2 separate regions of the Mus musculus genome follow, and region 1 is linked to region 2. Evidence: chromatin contacts called from public HiChIP or PLAC-seq data. All regions are on one chromosome and are shown on one strand. The core of a region is the stretch at or near the end of the contact, and the rest is flanking DNA. Distances in the headings are between cores, read along the strand shown. Region 1 overlaps Clcn5 (chloride channel, voltage-sensitive 5). Region 2 overlaps Dgkk (diacylglycerol kinase kappa).

The links. HiChIP or PLAC-seq counts read pairs in DNA pulled down with a chosen protein or histone mark.
Region 1: an H3K27ac HiChIP or PLAC-seq map of large pre-B cells shows a contact between it and region 2, with 2.8 times the contacts expected there. The contact joins two enhancer-like sites. A contact is called at or near these places in 2 of 15 datasets of contacts at CTCF or cohesin (pro-B cells and stem cell-derived epiblast-like cells), 14 of 484 Hi-C or Micro-C datasets (the AML12 cell line, the HL-1 cell line, LSK cells and 8 more) and 1 of 115 datasets of contacts at active chromatin or transcription factors (large pre-B cells).

What each region holds. Positions count from the first base shown.
Region 1 is chrX:7,165,641-7,170,481 of GRCm38.p6, forward strand. Clcn5 (chloride channel, voltage-sensitive 5) reads right to left here. Exons shown (of 14, transcript NM_001243762.1): 8 at 4,669-4,841; 9 at 716-796; 10 at 1-482. Among named protein-coding and RNA genes, the nearest start is that of Mir500, 70 kb to the right of the region's middle. Within about 2 kb of position 3,086, at least 23 of the 459 cell types and tissues checked have an H3K27ac peak or open chromatin away from gene starts, as enhancers often do. A contact at or near this core is called in pro-B cells, where this site is marked.
Region 2 is chrX:6,919,206-6,924,133 of GRCm38.p6, forward strand. The region is part of intron 13 of Dgkk (diacylglycerol kinase kappa); the gene reads left to right. Among named protein-coding and RNA genes, the nearest start is that of Ccnb3, 120 kb to the right of the region's middle. Within about 2 kb of position 3,181, at least 3 of the 459 cell types and tissues checked have an H3K27ac peak or open chromatin away from gene starts, as enhancers often do. A contact at or near this core is called in pro-B cells, where this site is marked.

The DNA.
Region 1 (4,841 bases), core at 1,836-4,335, 250 kb after region 2:
CACATGGCACTGTAGATGCCCACGCCAGCAGGTCTGTCAGGCAGCTCACCGCCTTTGCTTGTGTTGAAGTGGTTCTCATAATCACAGAGCTTGGAGGAGTCCAGGAGGCCGCAGTCATTGAACAGCTCAGAAATGAGCTCACTTGTGCTCATCCGGGTATATTCATTGGGGAAAGCCAAGATGGCAGTGATGGCCGTCACAATGAGTACCTCGACGACAGGATACTTGCCCAACTGTGTGGTTTTACGCTTCCGACACCAGGCAATGTTTGTGCGGATAAACAGAGCTCCCCAGAGGCCACCGAATATGCCTAGTACAATGAATGGCACGAGCTCAAAGAGATGCCACGGGGTGTGGAACTCCACATAAAACAGAACTAAGCGGCTGTTTCCGAATGGATTGATGGAGCGGAGTGTGAACGCTGCCACCAGAGCAGCGAAGAAAGAACGCCATAGTGTTTTGAGGGGAAAGTAGTAGCTGACCTGCAAGACAGAAGGTGAGAAAGCAAACGTAGTCAGTATGCCAAAATGGCTTCAAATGAAATGATGGGGCTGCTGACATTATAGTCAAGACTGAAAACTTTCCAGAAATGTCTGGTTATGTGCCAAAGGACCAAGTAGGGCAGAATACCCAGGGACTGCAACATACATAGATACTGGTCAAGATTTCTAATATAAAGGCATATGCATGCTGTACAGACAAAAGTCATTGTTACCTCTTCCAGGCTGAATAATACTCCACCAATAGGGGCCCCAAAGGCTACAGATACACCGGCAGCCGCTGCAGCTGATAAGACCTATAATCCAAAATATAAGATCAGCAATGGAATAACATGGCTTTTTTACATTCAATCACATTTTTAGAAGCAATGTTCATAGGCACAGAGAATTAAAAAAAAAAAAAAAAACTCTGCATGGCACTTCCACATAAGCACTTCCACATAAGCAACACTAATTGGATTCAACAGGTCATAGTGAAATGTGCGTGTAACCAGTAATCAAAGGAGAAAGATGCCACCAATTTGGGAAGGAGCGAGTGGGGCAGATAGAAGAGCATGGAGAGAGGAAAGGAGAAGGGAAGGGTGTACTTATATTTCAATAAAACATCTTAAAAGGAGCAAAAGTACAAAATTTATATGATCTATAGCATAAAAAGTGATATGTACTTGGAGGGCAAATACTGTATGCTAGATGTTGACAATACACATGGTTCCTGTGTTTAAACAAAAAACAAATGGCCTTCACTGTGTGATCAAGGCATGTGTTTAATTCTAAATTGAGGCCCCGTTGCCAACCTTCCTTGTGCAGTAACTAAACTTGAGCCTGGTGAGCAAGAGAAAGTACTTTGCTGTGCTGTTTCACTAGCACACTGTTTGGTTTATTTTATTTTCTGAAATTGTAATTATATCATTTCCCCCTTCCCTTTCCTCTCTCCAAAAACTCCCATGTATTCCTTCTTGCTCTCCTTCAAATTTACGGCCTTTTTCTTTTTAAAAGCTAATTTTCGTTCCATGCACATATGTCTCTGCATACACACCAATTCTAAGTTGACCCTGCTTCAGTCTGTATAATGCCACTGTATTATGTTTTCAGAGCTGACTGCTCGGTACTGAATATGCTATTGCTGTGCTCAGCCTTGAGGAAGACCACTTCTCCCACTTCTCAGCAGTCCTGAGCTGTATGCAGGTCCTGTGGGCTTTCTCCTGAGGCCAGTTTAGGAAACATTTTAATAAGATATTATAGAAGGCTCTAGTGACATAACAGCAGTTACAGTTTAGAATTGCCTACCCCTGTAGCCTATGCTAGTCTCCGTGGCCTATAGAAACATAAATAGAGACAAGTAGATTTTTAAGGGCAGAGAGGACAGATTGCAAGGAAAGTGAAAGGAATAGAGCATCAGCAGGAAAGATAGACAAAAGGGGGTGGGTGGGACAACAAGTGGTGTTTAGAGAGGATTGCCCTGTGTGTAGAGGCATGGGCATGGGAAATGTACAGGACTGACACTAGTGATGTGAACAGACTAGAAGGAATAGGAACAAGTCATTTCCTTCAATACTAGTAGCTGTGGAGAGAAATGATTTCAAAACGTAAAATTGAGCAAAATTAAGAATTTCAAAGAATAAAATATTTCTTGACAAAATAAATGGTTTTTTGGCTTTCTAGTCCAGGTTTCTCCAGGACCGGCAGAGCATCTAGGGAAATTAAGGAGGGAAAGCAAGGAGGGAAAGCTCTGGTGCTAACCTTCAAAAAAGTGAGAGCTTTGAAAAGTTGCAGCTCAAAAGAGAAGGATAGGGAAGCCAAAACTCAACTTGTAAAAGGAAATTTTCCTAGATATGTTTAGGATGAAATAGGAGCGGGACGGAGAGGAACAGGACTCTTGAGTTTTATATTACTGAATGGAATCTCTGCGCCCCTTCCAACTCAGATCTGCTTTATTTCCACCGGTCTGCTCACTGTGATAAGGCCGCTGCTTATGAACCACAAGATAAGATATCTTGCATGGGGCCCTGGGTTTAGACCCCAGCAACACAGGGGGAAAAAATTAGGGATATATCTGTGTTACGGAAAATAGAGTGAAGATCCAGATGTTCAGAAGAGTCCGTGTCTGGCAATTTTCAGAAAAACAGTTCAGCTTTTATAAGGAATCTAGTTTCAAGCTCAACTCGATCCCTGTAAGGCAGCAACAACCAACACCATCCCTGGCCCTTAGAATGGTATTGTTTTCATGATTTCACTTGTTTAATAGCTTGTTTAATTTCACATAGCTTCTCTGTCCCTCTACAATGCGACAGTCTACGTACACACCCTCTACCACTCCTGCTTGCTTTCCTCTCGTTTCTGACTATTCCAGGAACTTTCCCTATTTAATAGTCCACACTTAAAGCTCCAGCGTTTCAGTTTCCAGAGCCTGTGGTTAATCTTTTCATGTTTTTTTTTCCCTTCAAGAGAAATTGCTGGGTTCCAGTTTTACAAGAGCTCTTTTTTTAATAATAAAAATAATCTTGGCCTCAACTTATTCCATCTGTGATTTTTTTGGACCCTTCAAGGAAAATCAAGCAAGAAGCACTGCTTCCTAAGGTCCTTAATTATTGCACAATAAAAGTAACCAGTGACTTGGGACAATTTTTTTAGAACATTCTTCCTCCTCAAAATAGTACACATTAACACCTGGCTGATCTGAGCACGGGCACAGAGGTACTACTGTGGACACAGTTCAGCTGAGCTGAAGCAAGAAGCAGGCAGAGAGAGAGAGGAGAGAGAGGTCTAACACAGGAAGGAACTAAATCAAGTGTGGCGTTTAGGAGCAAGAAAACTCTGTCGTTCGAAATGTGCTGTTTCTATTCACTCTTCTATCCACAGCAAGTTCCTCAAAAAAGAAGTTTTAAAAAAGAAGTAACCACATAAATACAATAAACAGGTCAAGTCCCACTTCTCCTTTCCGTCTGTCCTCTTTCCCCATGCACCCTAAGTCCATGCTTGTCACAGTTTAGAATAAAGTCATTTGCAGATATTAGTGGGTTTTGCCAATGCTCATCTTCATGCATACTGGTAGGTACATGTGAGTGCAGGCACACGTATGTGCAAGGGGAAGTCAACCTGCATCAGGCACCGTCCACTTGGTTTTTTGAGAAAATGTCTCTCAGCGGCCTGGTACCTGCCAAGCAGACAAAACTGGCTGGCCAGTGAGCCCCAGAGTTTTGCTTGTCTCTACCCCCCTATTTCTGGGATTAGAAGTATGTACCACTTTAAAAAACGGGCTCTAGGGGCTGGAGAGATGGCTTAGAGGTTGAGAGCACCGACTGTTCTTCCAGAGATCCTGAGTTCAATTCCCAGCAACCACATGGTGGTTCACAACCATCTGTAACAGGATCCTATGCCCTCATCTAGTGTGTCTGAGGACAGTAACAGTGTACTCATATAAATAAAAATTTTTTTTAAAAAAATCATTTTTTTTAAACCTGGCAAACATGGGAGACTAGAATCAATTTTTTTTTAAAAGATTTTTTTATTGACCCATATCACCCCAGCCCTAGATATGTTCTTCATAAGTACATAGGAATACATTTTTAAAAAATTATTCAAAGTATCCCACAAACTAGCTTTAGTTTCTGCTATCTGTTGTCAGCAGTCCATGTCAATATACTGAGGGCCATCTCATTATTTTTAAATAGTTGCATAGTTTCCTATGATATGAGCAGAATACAGTTGTTTTGTTTTGTTTTGTTTTCGAGACAGGGTTTCTCTGTGTAGCCCTGGCTGTCCTGGAACTCACTCTGTAGACCAGGCTGGCCTTGAACTCAGAGATCTGTCTACCTCTGCCTCTGCCTCCCAAGTGCTGGGATTAAAGGCGTGTGCCACCACACCCGGCCCAAAAAACAGTTTTTAATCAAGCCTCTATTTAATGACCTTTGGCTAATTTCAGACTTTTACAATGTTAATAGTTTGTACTGAGTATCCCTAAACACCTGTGGATATATAAACACATGCTAAGATGGCTAAAAGATGGACTCCTAGAACTGAACCTGCAGAACTAAAAGCTATTTGAATTTACCCTCATGAAATCCCCAAATTTTGATCTCTGAGAGCACAGTACTTCTGCTCCTGAGGGGGTTAGAGAGCACAGGGTGGAAGGTGGTGGTGGGTGGCTGTTAAAGTCACATGTCCTTACCTCTCTCCGCTTGGCTTCATTCTTCCGGTATTTGTTGAAGCAGTGGCACAAGATGTTCCCACAGCAGCAAGCCACGTGCACCAGGGGGCCCTCCTTGCCCAGGCTCAAGCCAGATGACACCGCCAACACCAAAGTGATAGTTTTGATGACAAGGGTCCACTTACCCAGATAGC
Region 2 (4,928 bases), core at 1,931-4,430:
TCTCCATCTTCTGAGATCTTCTTTAATTTCTTTCTTCAGAGACTTGAAGTTCTTATCATACAGATCTTTTACTTCCTTAGTTAGAGTCACACCAAGGTATTTTATATTATTTGTGACTATTGTGAAAGGTGTTGTTTCCCTAATTTCTTTCTCAGCCTGTTTGTCCTTTGTGTAGAGAAAGGCCACTGATTTGTTTGAGTTAATTTTTTTTTATCCAGCTACTGCACTGAAGCTGTTTATCAGGTTTAGGAGTTCTCTAGTGGAATTTTTAGGGTTACTTATATATACTATCATATCATCTGCAAATAGTGATATTTTAACTTCTTCCTTTTCAATTTGTATCCCTTTGACCTCCTTTTGTTGTCGAAATGCTCTGGCTAGGACTTCAAGTACTATATTGAATAGGTAGGGAGAAAGGGATCTTTTGGCATTTTGCATTTTCTTTTTTTTATTTTTTAAATATTTTTTATTACGTATTTTCCTCAATTACATTTCCAATGCTATCCCAAAAGTCCCCCATACCCCCCCACTTCCCTACCCACCCACTCCCCCTTTTTGGCCCTGGTGTTCCCCTGTACTGGGGCATATACACTTTGCGTGTCCAATGGGCCTCTCTTTGCAGTGATGGCCGACTAGGCCATCTTTTGATACATATGCAGCTAGAGTCAAGAGCTCCTGGGTACTGGTTAGTTCATAATGTTGTTGTACCTATAGGGTTGCAGATCCCTTTAGCTTCTTGGATACTTTCTCTAGCTCCTCCATTGGGGGCCCTGTGATCCATCCAATAGCTGACTGTGAGCATCCACTTATGTGTTTGCTAGGCCCTGGCATAGTCTCACAAGAGACAGCTATATCTGGGTCCTTTCAACAAACGCTTGCTAGTGTATGCCATGGTGTCATCGTTTGGAGGCTAATTATGGGATGGATCCCTGGATATGGCAGTCTCTAGATGGTCCATCCCATTTTGCATTTTCTTTGATTGTTGTGTCCATACTCTCTATGGAATCTTCTGCACCTGAGATTCTCTCTTCCATCTCTTGTATTCTGTTGCTGATGCTCATATCTATGGTTCCTGATTTCTTTCCTAGGGTTTCTGCCTCCAGAGTTGTCTCCCTTTGGGTTTTCTTAATTGTTTCTACTTCCATTTTTAGATCCTGGATGTTTTTGTTCAATTCCATCACCTGTTTGATATTGTTTTCCTGTAACTCTCTAAGGGATTTTTGTGTTTCCTCTTTAAAGGCTTCTAGCTGTTTACCTGTGTTTTCCTTTATTTCCCTCTTAAAGTCCTCCATCATCATCATGAGAAGTGACTTTAGATCCATGTCTTGCTTTTCTGATGTGATGGTGCATCCAGGACTTGTTAAAGTGGGAGAGTTTGGTTCTGATGATGCCAAGTGACCTTGGTTTCTGTTGCTTCTGTTCTTATGCTTGCTTTCTGTCATCTGATTATCTCAAGTGCTTGCTGCCCTCAATATATCTGATTAGAGCCTGTCCTTCCTATAATCCCAGTTGATTCAGGACTCCTCAGAGTTCAGCTTTCTCTGTGATCCTTTGATTGTGGGCTCCTGTGAACTTGAGATTCTGGGTGTATCAGAGTTCTTGGCAGTCAAGTTCCTCTGAGACCCTGAAATACTGATGTGACCAAGCTCCTTTTATCCTGGGATCCTGTTGTCAAAGATCCTGGGCGTGTTACAGTGTCTGGAAATGGTGTCTCCTTTGAGGAGCATGGAGCTGTCTGGTCACTGATCCTAAGATCGCGTGGAGAGTCCTCTGGGGACTGTGGAGATGTCCACTGATTCGGCACCCAAGGTGACCCGGTGCTGGTGCCAACCGGAAGGGACTTGTGACCCTGGTCAGGCCAGCTTTTCTGCTTCCCTAATGCTGTCTCAGGTCCCACCCTATTGGATTGGAACTGATGTTGTGTTCCACTCACCAATGATCCTAAAATCCCGTGGAGAGTCCTCTAGGGACCATGGGGGTATCCACCGACTCCGTGCCCTAGGTGACCGGGTGCTGGTGCTGACCAGAAGGGACTTGTCGCAAATATTTTCTTAGGTGTCAAGTGGCCCCTATAAAAAGGTCATTCAAACCCCAAAGGGGTCACCACCCACAGGTTGAGAGCTGCTGCTCCATTCTGTCTTCATTGCCTAATAGTCTATCTTCCATATGATTCATCCTATTGGGACGCTTTTCACCGACATTTTTATTTGATCTAGTATGTTTTTCATTTCCATCATTATTATGGTTTGAGGTTTTTAGGTATGTCTATTTCTTTATTAAATTCTATTTTCAGATCCTGAACTGACTTCCTTGTTTCATCCAGCTGTCTCTTTGTGTTATCTTTGAAACGACTGGAGTCCTCTCTGAGATATTATTACATATGTATAATTATTGCTTTGCATTCTGAAACTTGGATTTTGTCTAATCAATTTTGCTTGGGGGTCATTAGTATGGGCTTGGTAATTTCTGGAGGAGATAGGGTTTTCACGTTACATGGGGTTTTGCAGTGGGATCAGCTTTGGGGGATTAAGATGCATTGTTTTTACTCTTTTTCTTCTGGTCGCCTCTCTTCTTTCAGTGAGTATGTTTGCAATGCTCAGGAGAGACTGGGTTGCAGCGGGTGGGGTAATGTTTTCATCTGTTAGACTAGTGTTCCGGGTAGCAGGCTCTGTCTCCAGTCTGAGGACTGACTACTGTCTGAAGCACCAGTCACTATTCCATAGTTCAAGCACTCTGATAAAATACTAGAAAGTGAGTATGAAAAAGACACTTAAAAAGTACTGACTACTTTAGGGAATAAAGGACCCCCAATGCTGCTGTGTATGCTCATATATTAGTATGAGAAGAATGGAAAAGAAGAGAGGAGGTGAACAATCCCATTGAGTCTAGTGATGAGTGTTCTGTTCTTATGTTGGAAGTAGGGATGGGAATAATCGAGGCAAAGGAGACATGGAGTTAATATATGGGAGTTTTGACTAGTGGTAGATTAAAAAGTAGAGGTAAAGATATGTATCCCAATTTCATAAATAAGGTCAGCCTTTGGGCTTTAGGAGACGTAGTACTAAGGAATGCATATGGAGAAAGAGGAAGGAAGAAACAAATGAAAGCAAAAGAGGGAGTAAAACAGCAAAAGGTGTGAACAGCAGGGGACACTGTTGGCCTGCATTTATAATGCCCTACTGTGCATCATACATAAGAAATAGCTATAGAGGAAGTCGATGAAGTGGGATATACGAAAACAAGATCGCTGTCCTGAATGTCGTTTGGGCTTTTTTTTCCTCTTTGTTAGAGCCACTGGTTTTTCTCTCCTGTCCTGGTTGTGGCCCTGGTCACACTTGGTGTTGATTTTTACCAGCTCCTACCAGTGGGCTCTTGGGTTGTCTTATATATAGTTTTTTTTGACTCTGTTCTGTGGGCTGTGGGTAGCTAAGGCAAACTGCATCTAGCCCCACTTGCTGCGTTCACACAAAGACAGAAGCCGTTGCTGGCTCTGTGGTAGCCAAAGCACTGTTTAGAGGTGTGCCTAGCTCCCATGGCTTCACCTCTTCCCACTGACTTACTTACTGGTCATAGCCTTGGCAGCAGTCACTGGAAAACCCTTCTATGAAATTCCTACCAACACTTTTATGGATATCCTGGTGGGATTCTTTGAGCCTATTTTAAATGAAGTAAAATGGCCATGTGGTGCTGGTGCCTGCATTGGTTGCGATCACAGCAGCAAGTTCAAGCCACTAATAGAGATATTCCACGGGTTTGATGGTACGTGAGGTTTATTGGGGTATTGATCACATAGACTCTAGGACTGGAGAAGAAGCAGATTGGATGTTAATGTACTTAGGTCCCTTTCAATTACTTAACTGTAATAAGCAATTCATGCTGCAGTGTGGCTTCTAGTCCTGTTCATTGGCTTTTTCATTTCCAGCAGGATTTCAGTTTAACTTTCTTCAGTAATTTTATGTTTTTATTGAATTCTCTTTTCATAATGTGTATTGACTTCTTTATCTCTTTTGTTCTCTTAGAGACTAGTCTTGTCTTCTTTGAGTTGTTTGGACATGCTTATAATCATTCTTTCTAATCCTTTCTCTGAAATTCTCCCCCATCCTTTTCATTAGGTTTCATTATTATGGGATCAGTAATTTTTTGTGGATATAAGTTTTCTTGGATTAGCATGCCAATTTTGTTTGTTTCCTTCCTGGGACTTGCACATATGAAATTATAATGTCTAGTGAGTGGAAATGGGAGTGGTGGCTAATATTCTGGAGACTGCTTACATTTCAGGTCCAGCTAGGGTATCCACAGCTCTTGTATGGGCGGGTTCTCTGTGGACTCCTTACCTCTGGGCATAAGGGTGGCAAAAGTCAGAGTCCTAGGTCCCATCAGCCCTGGAATATTAGGGGACTAGTGGAAGTTTGAGCCAAGTATCCAGGGACTGATGCCTTACCTGTGTGCTGTCTTATAACTCAAGCAACACACCCCCCTCCTAAACATTTGGCTCTTTCATTTTCTCTTGCACTCTTAGGAACAAAGGCTCTTAGCCCATCCACTACACTCTCATCTGAGAAGCACTAATCACATACACAAAAGACATTCCCTTGTGTCATTGCATTTATACTTTATCAGCTAGCCCTTGAACTAGCACCGACTGACCCATGGTGAAAATGTAAGCCAAACAAAGTCTCTTTTTCTGGTCATATATAACAGTTACTAAGAAATGCTAGGAAACCTATCTCAGGTACATCCCTTGGGAAGTGGGGTGAAACTGGACCTAAGTGGGAAAGGAGCATGCTTCCTCATATGTACAGGGAAAAATAAAACACAGAAAGACGGATGGTAAGAGGGAAAGTGGACAGAGAAGGCAGGGTATGTTGTAAAAAGGAGACAGAAGGGGGAGGAAGATCTATAACAACTCTAGGTCTCACAGGCTCTTA